3 separate regions of the Gossypium hirsutum genome follow, and regions 2 and 3 are each linked to region 1. A link is a contact called in public Hi-C data. All regions are on one chromosome and are shown on one strand. Each heading gives the region's core, a stretch centred on a gene start, on an enhancer-like site or on the middle of the called end of the contact. The rest is flanking DNA. Distances are from core to core; before and after follow the strand shown.

The links. Hi-C and Micro-C count contacts between places; a contact is called where the count stands out from the background.
Region 2: a contact with region 1 is called in a Hi-C map of leaf, with 2.0 times the contacts expected there. The contact joins the promoter of LOC107926068 here to the promoter of LOC107926015 in region 1.
Region 3: a Hi-C map of leaf shows a contact between it and region 1, with 2.4 times the contacts expected there. The contact joins the promoter of LOC107925986 here to the promoter of LOC107926015 in region 1. A contact is called at or near these places in 4 of 34 Hi-C or Micro-C datasets (hypocotyl and leaf).

The regions. Positions count from the first base shown.
Region 1 is chrD04:11,031,880-11,036,997 of Gossypium_hirsutum_v2.1, forward strand. It overlaps LOC107926015 (probable membrane-associated kinase regulator 4), which reads left to right and starts at 2,106. Exons shown (of 1, transcript XM_016856781.1): 1 at 2,106-2,843. The coding sequence starts at 2,106. The coding sequence ends at 2,843.
Region 2 is chrD04:10,807,847-10,812,964 of Gossypium_hirsutum_v2.1, forward strand. LOC107926068 (ribulose-1,5 bisphosphate carboxylase/oxygenase large subunit N-methyltransferase, chloroplastic) reads left to right here and starts at 2,900. Exons shown (of 15, transcript XM_016856854.2): 1 at 2,900-3,204; 2 at 4,122-4,231. The coding sequence starts at 2,995.
Region 3 is chrD04:10,875,521-10,880,638 of Gossypium_hirsutum_v2.1, forward strand. It overlaps LOC107925986 (ABC transporter G family member 6), which reads right to left and starts at 2,987. Exons shown (of 1, transcript XM_041091948.1): 1 at 471-2,987. The coding sequence starts at 2,871. The coding sequence ends at 640.

The DNA.
Region 1 (5,118 bases), core at 856-3,355:
TAGAGGGTGTTTGGGTGCTTAATTTGGAGGTTAATTAGGAGAGTTGAGTGCTTGGACTCTTCATGGAGATGGAGGCAACTTATATAGAAGAACTTGGTATGGACCCTTTTGAATACATGTCCTATCTTGTAGGGTCGATAGTAGAGTTATGAATAGTTGATAGTAGATTCATGGAGTGCTTTATTAAGGTGCAGCTAGTTAGTAATAGAATTATGTAAAAACAATATATGACAAGAGAAATATTTAAGTGAATCTTAATGTGATTCGGTGACGATTCATGTGATAAGTATTTAAAAACTTTTAACTGAGCAAACCCTTCCTTAATACAAAAAGATGAGTTAACGAGAACTTCGGAGGAAGGTGGTTACATAGAATAAAAAAGGAAACAAATAAAAAAAATTGAGACAGCGACCTCCATTGAAGTGGTATGGTGAGGAAACAAGTTGGAAAAGATGAATAGGTAGAAACATTTGTTGAGATGTTTTTTCCTTGGGGTTTGTTTATTCATAAAACAAAAACACATACAACCACTCCAAAGTATTTAGATTTGTTTTTTGGGCTTGATTGCAGAATATATTGTTTAGTGGGTAATAGTGGGGAGTGAAGGAGGGAATAATGCAAATCAACAAAAACAAAACACATACAAAAAGAAATAAAAATTTATTTATTTTAAAAAAAAGTGTGTTGAGTTATGATTGGGTGTTGTCGTCCACAATTTCTTATCTGTATTCTCATCCATCATTCAAGTGCTCATCATGTATTCTTTTCGACAACTCATGTACTCTTTCATCCTCTTCTATTTATTATTTAACTAGTATCTTTATATTAATTAAAATATAATTTATTTTTAATTTAATATTTAAAATCTTTAAAAAAAATAATGACACATAGAAAAATATATGTTAAAAATGAAAAAAAATTAAAATATTATTATTTAAAATAATTTTAAAGTTTTTTGGGTATATGACTGATTTTTTTAATTTATATATTAATTAATTTCTTATATAATTGTAAAAGAGATAATATTAATTTTAATATATTAAAATTATCATTATAGTTTAAATTATTTAAGAGATAATAGATAAACTTTATATATATTAAAATTAAAAAAAATTCCTAACCCATGCACCTCTAGAGAAACAAAATTAATTAGTAAATTGAAAAAGTTATTTAAATTTCCTAAAATATTGAAAGAATATATAATTACAAAAGAGAAATTTTTTTTAAAGCTTTTTAGTTTTTTTTCATATTTTTGAAAATTTTTATTTTTGTTTTTGTTTTCTTACATAAAAAATTATATAAAAATTTTACATTTTATCTAATTCTTTTAAATGTTACTTAAAATTTTAAAAAATATTTATTTAAAATTAATATAAAAGATATAATAATTCAACCTAAAAATTACACATATGTCATTAAAAAAAGTTATGTACATCAGACCTTATAATATAATCTATACATATAATGTAATTTTAAATTTAAAAAAACACTAAAAGGACAGGTTAATGACTAAAATGAATGCAAGGAAGCTGAAGTTTGTATAATCACTTATAAAATGTGAAAATCAATTTATTGAATTGACAACCAAATTGAGAAGAATGAAGAAAAAGAGAATTGAGAAATGGGATGATTTGAAGGAGAGAGATGTGGATTACTTGAATCCCCAATAACAAACCAACTCAAAAATAAAACAAACCCCTGAAATCCAGTAAAACCCAACTTTAGCTGTTGGATCCCACTTTTTATTGTCATCATTACTCTTACACTACTTTTTTTATTCATTTTCCACACATTCCTGATTCCACTGCTTTTCAATAATGCACACTCTTTTGTCTTACTCCTAAATTAAATTCATTGGAAATATGTGGGGAGCTAAATCAGAATCATGGTTTCCCACATATCCAAAGTCAACCCAGAGGACCGCACATACTTAAATTTAAACAAGAGTGAAACCTGGGGCATTGAAAGTTTGTCCAACCCCAACAATATACACAACACTCAGTTGATAAAGTATTGCATATATACACCCTCTGTCGCCATCGCTTTTTTGTTGCCTAAACTCCATTGCCTCTCCTCCTCACGAAGCTCTGCTTAAGCTTCTGAAAATGGCGGCACTAAGCCACTTCTCAAATAACCTTGAAGAGGAAGAAGAGGATGAATACATTGACATGGAAGTGAGCTCACGTTCTAAGAACATGGTCTCCAACCCCATAAGCAGAGAGTTCGAGTTCCAAATGTCTTCAGTTTCCATTGAAAAAGAGCCCACAAATTCCCCAGCTGATGAGCTTTTTTACAAGGGGAAACTCCTTCCTCTTCACCTTCCTCCTCGCCTGCAAATGGTGCAAAAATTGCTGCAAAACTCCATTACCGAACCTCACAAGAAAGACATCTCACCTTCCGAGTCTAGTGGAGATCAGCTGGAGCATTCAAATGGCGGAAGTAGTGAAAACCCGAAGAAATCATGGACCAAAAAGCTTAAGCAGATAAAGCAATCCTCCATCGGTTCAAAGCTGAAGAAGGCTTCTAGGGTTTATCTCAGATATTTATTTGGTAATTATAAATCAACAAAGAAAGCTCCATTAGAGCAAGACATGAGTGGAAATGCACATAGAAGATCGTTTTCAATGGCCAGCAAACGCCATTCATCTGGATCTTCAAATGGACAACAGCATTTGCTGGTTCTTAAACGAAGCAGCAGTGTAAACGCAGAGATGGAGAGCCCCATTCAAGGAGCCATTGCACATTGCAAGCAGTCTCAGCAGGCATGGGTTAGGTCAAGAAGAACAGTTAGCGAAGTTGGGGTGTTCTCATTTTCAGTTTCAGACATGAAATGCAGTTGGTGAAGATGAAGAGAGGCCCCACATTTGCAGTTCATCATTTTTGTCTTATGTTTCCCTACTTTCTGATTTTAATTCCACGACAAAAGATTTTCAACAAATATTTCTCCATTCCTCATACCATGGGCCTTATTAGGCCTATAGTCTAATGTTATTGGGTTGTGGCCTGCTTTGGTCGGACCAAGTGAGTGGGTGAAAACTTATTTTCATGCAAATTTATGTTAGGGGGACTCGTTGATTGGATCAATGTAAGTTGTCTGTGCTACAACTTGTTCCGGATAAACCTGTTTGGGTTAAAACATTCCGTGCTCAAATTTTGTGATGAGATTTCTTCTTCTTCTTTTTTAAACATAAATAGGTAAACACCAATACGAAGACTTCGTCGTAATCCTGCTACCATGAATGGCATTTGATTTTTGAACCAAAAAACAAAATATTCCATGAATTCCTCTATTGCCTTGTAGGGTTTGGGCATGAGCTCATATTATACCCTCTCTGCATATCATCTTCGACACCTTCATTAGAACCAAGACCAATTGACATTTGACACCTGTATTAGAGCACTTCAATCATGATGAGTAAATCATCACTTGTTAAGCTACCCTTTACTGTCACATCGCCAATTTAAAGGGTCACATTACTCCTCCTAAGGAACAAAGAAGTGACTCATACACCAATAAGATGTGTAATGACCCGATTTTAAGTGATGAAAAATGCGATTTCGAAATCTCATTTTTGTAAATCGAGTTTGTAAAGGCGAAATATAAAGTTTAATAAAGATATTAAGAAAATATATAGATCAGTTAAGTAATCTAAATAAGAAAATAGTTAATTAAAGCTCAAGGATTAAATTGTAAAATTCTAATCGCTATATAGTTTTAATTCAAAAAATGCATGGGGACCTAGATAACAATTACCTAAAGTGCCTAAATGGTTATTAAACCATTATTTTTATGTTGTTAGTGGAGAATGATGATGAAACTACTAAGCTTTCATAATCCCAAATAGTAATTAATATGCTTTAATTAAATGAATTTAGTTAAACTAATTAAGGTTAACTAACCCTAATCTAAGTATATATATTAAGCTAAGTGGAAGGTTTTCATCTTCTTTCTTTAATTCAAACCGTACAAGCTTACGAAGAAAGAAGAAAACTCAAGCTTGGTTCAAAACATTCGGCTATTAAATTGTATAAGGTAATTAAGCTAAATTCATGAAATTTTTATTTAGCTAGCCCATGTATAAATTTGTTCAATTGTTAAGTTCTTAGCAAGTTACTGTTATAGAGAAATTGACTAAATAGGCTTGAATTTGATAGTTAATAAGCTTGGATCATGATAAGGACTAAATTGGAAATCTAATTAAGCTTGCTAGGTAACTTTGTAACATTAGGGACTAAATTGAATAAATTGAATCAATTGAAAAATTTCATGAAATTATGTTATATATAAAAAGTATAAGGCCCCTAATGAAACAATGTGAAATCAGATTTTAATCCGATGTTAGATATTGGAAAATATGTGTATCTCGAATATAGAAACTAAATTGAATAAAATGAAAAATATGTTTGGTTATGTATTTGAATGTTAATTGGATGTAAATTGATGTTGTTTCTATTATTGAATTATCAAATATAGCTAAAGATGAAGTCAGACTGTCACGAGGGAAAGGAAAGTTAAGAGTCATTGACGAATAACGACAATTTCGGTTTGTACTTTTATTATTCGAGTTCAATGTATATATGCATGATTGTTGCTTATTAACTATTAAGGTAAGACTATTACTGTAACATTCCTAGCTTATCCCGATTGTCGGGAATGAGCTACAGAATGATACAATACAAAACGTGATAGTTTTAGACATTCAACGGATAAATTGAATCAGAAATCATTACCATCATATGAGTCATTCAGTACAAATTAAAATTTTTCGAGCTTTATACGAGATTTCGTAAGCTCAAACATTGACTCGAAATCTAATAAGAACCAAACTACAAAGATTTCAAAAGTTCAGAATGACATCGTGATGTGAGGGAGTTCCTCATCGTGGCGTCGCCAAAATAGTTTGTCACATCACGATGTAAGTCCGTTCGACGTTGTGATGTCACTCATTGTTTGGCCTTGTTGAAATGACGGGGTTTCTCGTCTCAATGTGACATTACAAGCCTTTTCTCGTCGGGATGATCACCATACAATGTTGCGATGTGAATCCTGTTTTTGGTATTTTAAGGTCATTTAACACTTATTTCATATCATCTTTCAAAATAGCCAAAGGGGTGCAT
Region 2 (5,118 bases), core at 1,650-4,149, 220 kb before region 1:
AATGTTGATTCTTAAACCATATTTTTTTGATTTCCATCATCCCCAAGTCAATTACCTTCATAAATCCTCAATAAAACATCCCAAAACTTCATAGAATTCATCATCATCTTTGCGTGTGAGTTTTTTATTTTTTTGACAAATCTTCGCTTTTCTTGCATTCAAGGTAACCTATCATCTTCCTATTTGTTTTAAATGTCATCTAGACTTTTAAATCAAATTCCTAGCCATTAAAACGCATGTTTTAGATAAAACTTTGAAATTTTGGTCATTAATGGTGGATTTCGGGTTTGTGGATTAAAACTTGGTTCTAAAGTGTTTTCAACACGTTTTAACTTGGTTAGAAGGTTTTTAAAATTATTTTGAAGTTTTGTTAAGGATTTCTCAAGTTTTAATGAATTTTCATTAGAATGGCCAAAACTTGTTGAAACATTTTGATACCTTAAAATGTGTAGTTTTGTGTAGTTTAAAGGTTGAAAATTAGTTGTAGATGAATGAAACTCGTTATGTACGGAAAGATTAAATGTAGACCGAGTTATTCGAATTTTAAGTCTGTCATGCTAAAGGTTTTAGTTAGAAGAGAATGTAGTTTAGGCTTATGTTTTTTATTGTATAAGGTGAGTTATTAACTAATTATTGATTGAATATTGGTGTGGTTTGTCTTGTTGAAGTGAACGAGTAGAGACAAAGGCAAAGAAAAGCTTGTCTGAGCTTTCGGCTTTCTGGCGAAAGCGTATTTTTCGTGAGTGTTTTAGAATAGCTACTCATAGATGATTCATTATGTAATTGGGAATTTAGAGGTAGCTTAAACCCCTACTCTAAATTTTGAGTGTAAGTGTTCTCACACCTATGTTATAATGTGATAAATGTGTGTTGTGCAATTGTGAAAATATGAACATGTATGAGATACTATGATTTGTGTTATAAGTTGGTGATGACTAATATGAAAGTGAATATATGAGTATGTAATTCATGCTATGAGACAGTAAATAAGTGGGTACATTTCATAATATGTGACAGTGGTTATAATGTGTTGATGACATGTATATGCAGTGAACATGTATGGAAATTGGTATGTAAATATGTGTTGATAGTGTGGATATTTTGGCCTTGTGAACCTCGAGACCATTAGATATAGTTGGCATGCCATAGGATTGTGAGTACTCACTTTTGTGTTGTGATATTTGGGGCGTTGAGGCTTGGGATAGTTTTAAGAAAGATAAGGGAATGTGAGTCAAGCTCTATTCAATAGGATATGTGTGTTTGGAGTGTTGGAGAGTGTTAGCTATATGCTTCACTTATGGAATATGTTTGACTCTACGAGTCTATGTGGTGTGTTAGAGATCCGTGTATTTAATAAGTGGTGATAGAGTGCACTTCATGTTTCATGATCCCAAGAGCCAAACTATCATTAAATGTATCTAATATGTGTTATAATATATATATGCTTGAATAATCCTATGAATAGTAAGTAGAGATATGCATGAAAAACGGTTAAACATATGAAATATGATATAGAACTAGAGATGTTATGAATATGTTATATGACTGTTTGTTGTTGCATAATGACTTGTTTGCATAGAAGTTGTCCTAAGCATTTATTGAGTTTGTTAAGCTCACCCACTCCATTTTAACCTTTGCAAAGTAGTTGCGTCTCTGGTGTGAGCGATGTGGCTTTCTAGGAATTGATCTAAGTCATTCTTTTAGTTGCTATAGTAGGTGCAATTGGTTTATTTGTTATATGGTACTTTAAGGCAATGTGGTAGACTTTATATCGGTTTTGTTAAGTCATTTTTAGGCTATTTGCTTATTGTTTATGTTTGGAAGCATGTGGACTTGAACATGGTATTCGGGCTACTATTTTAGACATTTTGATGCTTATTTGACTAGGTAAATAAAACATGATGTGAAGGGATTAAGTTGAATGGTTTAAATGCTTGCATATGCTGAATTTTTGTAACCTAGAGTAGAGGTATCGATATTAGGGCTTTAAAAACGATACCTCTATATTTTTTGAAAGTGCAAGAAGACAAAATAGAGAATTGATATCGATACCTCGGCCCGAGTATTGATACTCAGTGTAAGTTTATCGGTACCTTACGAAAGGTACTGATATTTTCCGATGTTTTGAAATTTGGCGAGAAACAAAATGCAAGTTTGGTATCGATTTTTCATGTGGTATCAATACCACTTAAGAAAAATATCTATACCCCTGAAACAGTATCGATACCTACATAATAGTTTTGGAAATTTTGCAATTTGGCCCATTTGCATGTTTGATTGTTAGTTTTAATACCCTTAGTGTACGTATGGCATGTTTTAACAATAAGAAGTGGTTGTACGACTTTAATTCATATGTATGATTAAATAAAGATGACGATTGGTTACTAGTGAAACTGTTTGCCAAGTAAATGATGCATGGCATTGGTGTAATGTCCTAGTATTCGGGCTCAGTGACTGGGCTGGGTATAGGGTGTTGCATGACATATGAAATGTGTGTGCCTCTGAGCGTTATCGCATCCCCGGCAACTTAAATCTATCTTTAAACTTTCACAATATCTACCTCAAATCCCAAAATAGTAAAAAATCCTAAAACCAAAACTTAAAGCCTTAAAATTAACCAAACCCTAAAAATACTAAACCTAAAAAGCTCTAAAAAACCCTAAAAAAAATCGATTAAGGAGAGAGAAAGTAAAGCGTATCCGGCTAGGCGCGCTTTCCTGTCAACTGTGCAAAAAACGTGTCCAACTGGATGCATTTTCACACACTCTCTCCAAAATTGACCTATTTCTTTAATTAAAAAAAAACCTATTTTACCAAATATTTCTTTTATGACATATTCCCCTCGTTTAGTGATGTGAAAAGCCCCGTGGTGCCTTTCAAAAAACAGAAAATACATATTTGAGTGAAAAAACCGTATTTCTCCATAAAAATATCCCTCGATAGAATACTCAGGATTCAAACAGAACACCAAACGATGGCGTATCACATGCACCTATGAGTAATTCCCAATCCTCAGCTTGCCTTATTCATGCCTCCAGGCTTCCTTGCACCCCGCGGACCTTAAAACACGACGTGTTGACCACGACGATGCTCCACTGCGGTTCTCGGATCTCAAAGCTTTGCCGGTCTCCGGTAGCTCCACCGTTCAACTTTCCTCGTCGTTTGCTCATCAAATTTGAATTCTCTTCCTTATTTCAAGCTAAGGTTCTTCATCTTTCTCTCTCTGTTTATATTTTTCTGTTCGGTTGACGAGAAAATATAGCAAAATTTTTAGATTTTTGCTCCTTAGATAGGAAAATTAATAGAAAATTATTAAGTTAGTAATATTCATTGAAGCTCATAGTTTGCAAGATACTCGGATTCGGCTTGAGAAAAACTCTAATTTGGCATGGTCATTATCGAGTTGAGCTTGGGCAGCTCGAGATGTTGAGCGGGTTAATTTCGGCTATCCTAATGCTTGACTTGAGTAGCTCTCGGGCTTATCGAGATTATTGAAAATTTTTTATCCAAACTTGAAGATGAATTTTAGAACAAATAATTGAGCTTGAAGTCTAGCGTAGAAATTGTGCTCATTCTTTACTTAGTAAATCAGTCTAATCGAGCAAGCTGGAGTAGTTTGATTTTTATATGGAGCTCAAATATTAAAAGTCAAACTCAATCGCGCTTGAACCAAGATTTGGGTCTCTAATTTCTAGTTGAGCTTGAGCTTCTTAGAGTATGAGCTAGGCTCGACGCAATTACTCGTGTAGCCGTAGTATCGTTGTTGTATATATTAGTTTAGGATTTAGAGAAAAAAATCTATAACTAGAAGCTTATATTATAGTCATGTGTCCTATGTTATTTTGACTCAGGTGTGAATATTGGAAATGGGTATGTATCCAACGTGGGTACGGTTAGATTTTTCTAGGATTTCAATGTATTTGGAGGATCTTTGGTGGTTATATCTTCATATCCATGTGTTGGACACGAGTGCCAGAGATGGGATCTTCTAGAAAAAAAGAGTTTGAGCAACATGGCATGTATCCATTTGTTGTATATTGTCAAGAATTAAAACAGATACTTTGCCTTTTATTTTTTCCTCTAATTTTTATTAAATAATTGTGTTGGTATCAAAATCATAGGGCTTAAATACTTCTGATGAAGAAAGTGATGAATTTTTGCCTTGGTTGGAGCGAAAGGCTCGGACTAAGATTTCTTCAATGCTCTCGATTGGGAAATCTGCATATGGCAGGTATTTTCAGTTTGTTTATTTAGCTTCTAACTTGGAGTTATCTTATTTTAATTTCAAGAGAAACTCTTATTTTAGTTTTTGATTTTATGTTGCTGTTCAATATGGTTAAAATTGTGTTCTGGTTGATATTCAAGAAACTTTAGGATCATGCTTTATCATATATCATGTAGGTGGATTGTTTGCAAGGACAAAGAAACTGAATTTCTATGTATGGCGTTCATATCAGTATATTGAAGTAGATAAAAACTGGGAAATAGTATGGGACCACTTGCTATTCTTGTTTAATGCAGGGATGGTGTGCAGATAGTTGTGATCCATGTTATTTTGAAGCAATAAAGTATCAAGTTGGGCAATTGTTGAAATTCTTGAAATGCTTTATTATTTATCATGTAGGTGGACTTTTTCCAAGAAATAAGGAATTGAATTATGTAAAATTTATCAGCGTATGGCAATGGATCAAAACTGGAAAATCCTATGGGCACACTAGTTATTCTTGTTTAATGCAGGATGGTGGTGCTGTCTGTTATGATACATGTTTTTTTTGGGGTGATAAAGTATCAACTAGCGTTATTAAATATTACTTTGACACCTGTATTGAAAGGAAGTGAAGCTCTCTTTGTTTTAAGTTTCATCCTTGTTGATTGGTAGACAATATTTTGTTCTCTTTAATAGCATGGACAAAAGCATGGACCTTAATTGTATTAGATAACTGCAAATGTGGAATTATCATCTGGTTGCATTTATTGGCATACGGTGGTGGGATTCCCTTGACTATTTTAGCGAGTATTTTTTGCGTTGATTGTCCTAAAATTTCTTGCTTTTGCAACGGTAGAACTTTGTTTCAAAGAAGTAAACAGGCAGTCGGATGGCTAGAATCCTTTGAGAAT
Region 3 (5,118 bases), core at 1,737-4,236, 160 kb before region 1:
TAAAATTGAGTAATCAAAATATAGATTTACTAATAAATTAATTGTAAGTTTGTTAGTGTTGATTTACATCATATGATTGTTATCATGTCCGTTTGTAGTTTTTCAAAAGCTATTCTAACTGTTGAGTTGGAGCCTCTAGATAGACTCAATTCTTGTTCAAAATCGAATTTAAATTCATCATTCACCATATTAAAAAGGAAAAAAAAGAAAGAATCAAATATTACTTTTCACCAAATAGTTCTTTTTTTTAAAAAAAGAAGCAAAACGTTCAACAATCAAAGTGAAAATATATTGTAAGCTGGAACTTGGTTACCTACTTATATCTAAAGCAAAAGCCACGCAAAAAGCAACATTATATATATATATATATAAAGAATAACAGTTTAAAACAAAATCGTAGCATTAGTTTGCAAGAGAATACAAATGAATTAAAAGTTGTAAGTTGTAACAATTAATCAAAAAAATAACGATTTAAGAAATGGAACATGAATTATTTTCCAGATATGAAAAGGTTTTGCACTTCAATCTAAGCTTTACCAACAGTAAAAATCAAATACAATAAAGATGCACACAAATTACAGCAACATTTTTCTGCTAAATCCCAACCTTAAACTTGTTAAAAACAATCATCCGGGTTTTTCATGATCTTTTGTTTTTGCTTCCCAATAACAAAGAGAAGTAAAACAAAATCCGAAACAAGAAACCCCAAGCCACTGTAATCAACAAGCAATTCCATTTGCTTAAATCTGTAATCCCTTCTTGCTTCAGAATATCCAACCCCGTTGTCATACAGGTTGAGCTTGTAATTCTCATTCCCAAAGTGTTGCTTAATGACTGCAGTAACCTCACTTTCATGGCGGGAGGGACTGCTCCAAGTGGTGAATTGTCAAATATTTGAATCCCTCTCACGAAGCACTTTGCTGGGTTTTCAAATTCATTTTGTAAGACTGCTTCATATGGGTATTTCACAAGGGATAAGTAATGGAACCATATCCAGTAACCCGGGATTCTGTCACGATTGATGAAGAAGCCGCTAAAGAGTAAGAAATATGCTAGAACAGCGACGACTATGGTGTAGCCTAACATCACATGCGGGACGACACCCGAAAGGAATGTCACGAATGAACTTCCGGACCAAAACGAAGCAAACATAATTAGGAAATAGAATAAGAATCCTGATAATCCACCGTCTAGCCCTACTGCCCAAAATGTTGTCATGGAGAAAGCAAACGAGAGCAAAATCAAGCCCGGTAACGTCACTAAAGCATTTGATATGACGTATGATAATCTCCTGTAAGCGTTGTAAGCAGTTTCTCTCATGAAAATGTACCTTTCTTGGAGAAAAACTGGAAGAGCATCGGCACAAGTGTAATATGTTGTCGACATTGCGAATGCGAAAAACCCTAGTCTTTCTTGCACCCCTTTTGGTGAATTATCAAGTTGCCAAAATACTGTCGCTAAAATGAACCCTGTCACTAGAACTGCTGCCAAACGAATTCCGAACAACTCCGGCATCCGTCTTAAATTTAGGATGGATCGATTTGACAGTACCACCATTTCTTTCCAAAATGGATTTGCAAATGTTGGAACCATGGAAGTTGAATTGACATCATTTGTAGCACCTGGGACGAGTTTACCTCGAGATATACTCGCGCTAATTGCTTCTTTTAGCGATAAACCGACTCGATCTGGCTCGGTGTCTCTAGTATGCTTCATGCTTTGCCATGACTTGTTGAATTCGACCAAACTTTTTGTTCCTCCAGGAGATCCTTCGAGTTCTCGGATTAAGTCCAGGGCAAACTCCGTTTTGTTCTCGTTCTCGGGTATTGGATACCCGAACTCCGAGAAATACAGCGGGAGAGTCTTCGGTGAACCACTGTAAACTGTTTGTCCACGAGACAAAAATATCAATCGGTCAAGCAATCCGAGAATACGATAACTTGGCTGATGAACTGACATTACAACACTGCTTCCACTCTGAGCTATCCTCTGTAAAACCTTCACCACCATGAAAGCACTGGTTGAATCCAGTCCTGATGTAGGCTCATCCAAGAAAAGAATAATGGGGTCATGAATTATATCGATTCCGATGGATACACGACGACGCTCTCCACCGGAAACACCACGATGACCTTCATTACCGATTACAGTTTTCGCTGCATTTCTTAAGCCTAATTGATCGATCAAGGCTTGAACTCTCATTTTCTTCTTAGATTTCGACAAAGTCCGAGGAAGGCGAAACTCAGCTGCGAACATTAAGGTTTCTTCGACGGTAAGCATTGGGAAAAGCAAATCATCTTGCATAACGTAAGCTGAAATGACTTTCAACATTCGAGACTCCAAAGCTTCGCCATTTAAAGTAATGTTTCCTTTCAAACTCCCTTTAGCTATTCTATTGGCTAAAGCATCGATCAGCGTCGACTTACCTGAACCACTCGCTCCAAGCACAGCGAGTATCTCACCGTCTCGAGCCTCACCGGAGATATCATTAAGCAACGTCTTGGTCCTCGTAAAATAACTATCTCGGGCAAGTGGATTGTCGACGATAGCGGCATCTGCAGCGGCGCTTCCACCCCTCCGTCTGAAGAAACCAGGCAACGTCATTTTGCGAGGAACCTTTACACTATAAGTAAGGTTGTTAAAGGAAAGCACAAAGGGTATGGGGCGCGGCTCGGTGACGTCGACGAGGACTTCATGAACAGGAGTTTCGTCGCCGGTGGCTTCTTTTCTTGTATCACCAACGTGTTTAAGTAGTTGGCCGAGCGTTGGGGAAGCTCCTGTGGCTGTTGAGAGTTCGCCGGCAATAAGCTCCAATGAGTGTTGAAAATACTGAGAAGGACTATTACGATGATGATTATTATCCGACGACATATTTTGGGGACAATAGGAGAGATGGGGCGGGTTATGTTAACCCCCTTTCGTCGGGAAATGTCAGAAAATGGGGTGTTTTCAAAGTGAAGGGAAAAAGGGTGTTGTGATTTTGAACATTTCAAGGTTTAGAGAAATCTATATATAGGGTAGGAGTGAAAGTAATGGTTTAATTTTATGTAATTTAATATGTTTGATTTTTTGACAGTTATTATTGAGAGGTAAGGTTACCTAAATCATCTAATATGAAATCTATACGCCTTTGTGTTTCTTAGAAGGAAGAAAGCTGGGTACGTGTTCGGCCGTGATTGATTACGATAGATAGCTGATAAACACGTGACGTCGAGGTGGTTTTGTTTCAGTGGCCGGGGAATTAGGTTGGGTGTTGATCTACTGTGGCGTAAGCTCTGAATAGTCCACAGGGATGGCTAAATATTAATGCGTTAAGGGTTGAAACTTGAATCCAATTTTGGTTTCCCCTGGGATTTGTTATCATGTGCTTCACACGTAAATCCTTATGTCTTTGGTCATTTGTGTTTTTATTCTCATCATTCCAAAATCTTTGTTAATTTAGTCACGCTGTAAAGCCTCCTAACATGGAAACTTCTTATTTTTGGTCCTTTAAAATTTATCAAAAATTGATAGAATTGCTCTTTTAACTCCTCGAAAATGATAAAATTTTGATTTAGTCCTTCAAAATTAAAAAGATGTGAGGTATTAAAATGGTAAAAAAAAATGTTTTTTAACTCTCATAAAAACATACAATTTAATTTTGCTCAAAAGAAAAAAAATCTAACTTCACCCTTGACTCTTCAAAAACTTATAAATTTAATCATTGTTAAGTCTTTAATGAAATGTTTACATGACTTTTTTATTAGTTCAATAAATGATTTAGCTTTCAATGTTTACACATTATGTCAATTTGGTTTTGATCCTAAAAAATTTCAACAAATTAAGTACTCAATGTTTACAAATTCTAAAATTTGGTCTTGATTCTAAAAATTATCTCTTATTGTTTACTCATACGGCCAATTCTCTTTGTAATAGTCCCCATTTGTCTACCAAAATTTGGATGTTATAAAGAAGTAGATGTTATACATCTATAAGGATCATACTTAAATTTTATTTAATTGTCAAATTAAAAAATATAATGTATTTAATAATAACATTAATTGGTAAGATTTAGATCAGATCTTTAATGAAATTTACAATTTTCGTTCTGTTTATTCAAAATTACTTTCATTTAATAAAATATAATCAATATATTTTTATGTAAAATCTAAATATTTATTAAAATAATATCTTAACTAAAAGTTATGATTCTTATTTCATTTAGGAGTAAAACTAATTTTTATTAAAATTTAAGACAAGAGGTTGTAATAGGGAATTAATTTTGTTATAAAAAGAAAAAATAAAACATAAAAAACCTATTCTACAACAAACTTGATGGTTATAATGAAATGCTATTATAAAGGCTCACAATTATAGAGACAACTTACTATATTTTCTTTCTTTGTCGTTTCTTTTTCTAGTTTTATTCTTATTTTATTTCTTTTTCTTTTTTTTTTCGAAAATGGTGATGGCATCATTGTCGTCACCTGTTGCTATTACCAAAGGCTTTCTCCAATCAAAATCTATAGTGATTTTGAATCATAGGCAAAAATTGATTGATTTTATTAATTTGTTCAATCACCTATTTATACATAGAGATGTGAAAGCAAATAACAAAGATAATTCTATGATAAAAGGAAATTTAAATAACAAGATTTCAAATTTTAAATATATGGATAAAGTAAACTTAAAATAAAGGATATAATAAATTTAAATTTTAACTAAACTAAAGACTTGTTCTTCAGTATATCTTCAATACACCCTCCTCAAGTTAAGAGATGAGCAACACCATTTTGGAAACAAGATAGTGAAAAGAATTGTGTGGAAGGGCTTTGGTAAAAAGCATCAATAAGTTGATATGCAGTTCGAAAGTGGACAACTTCAAGAGTTTGACACTTAATATGATTACGAACAAAAAGAAAATCAACTTCCAAATGTTTCATCTTGCTATGGAGAACTGGATGCTAGGATCGAAAAGTAGCATCAAGATTATCTAAGAAAATTTTTGGGAGGCTGAGCAAGAAGAACTTGCACCTACAAAGTCTTAGTTGCAGCATTGATAATAACATGATATTTTGCTTTAGTTGTTGATCGAGCCATTGTTGATTGTTTATCAGAGGATCAAATTATAGGATTGAG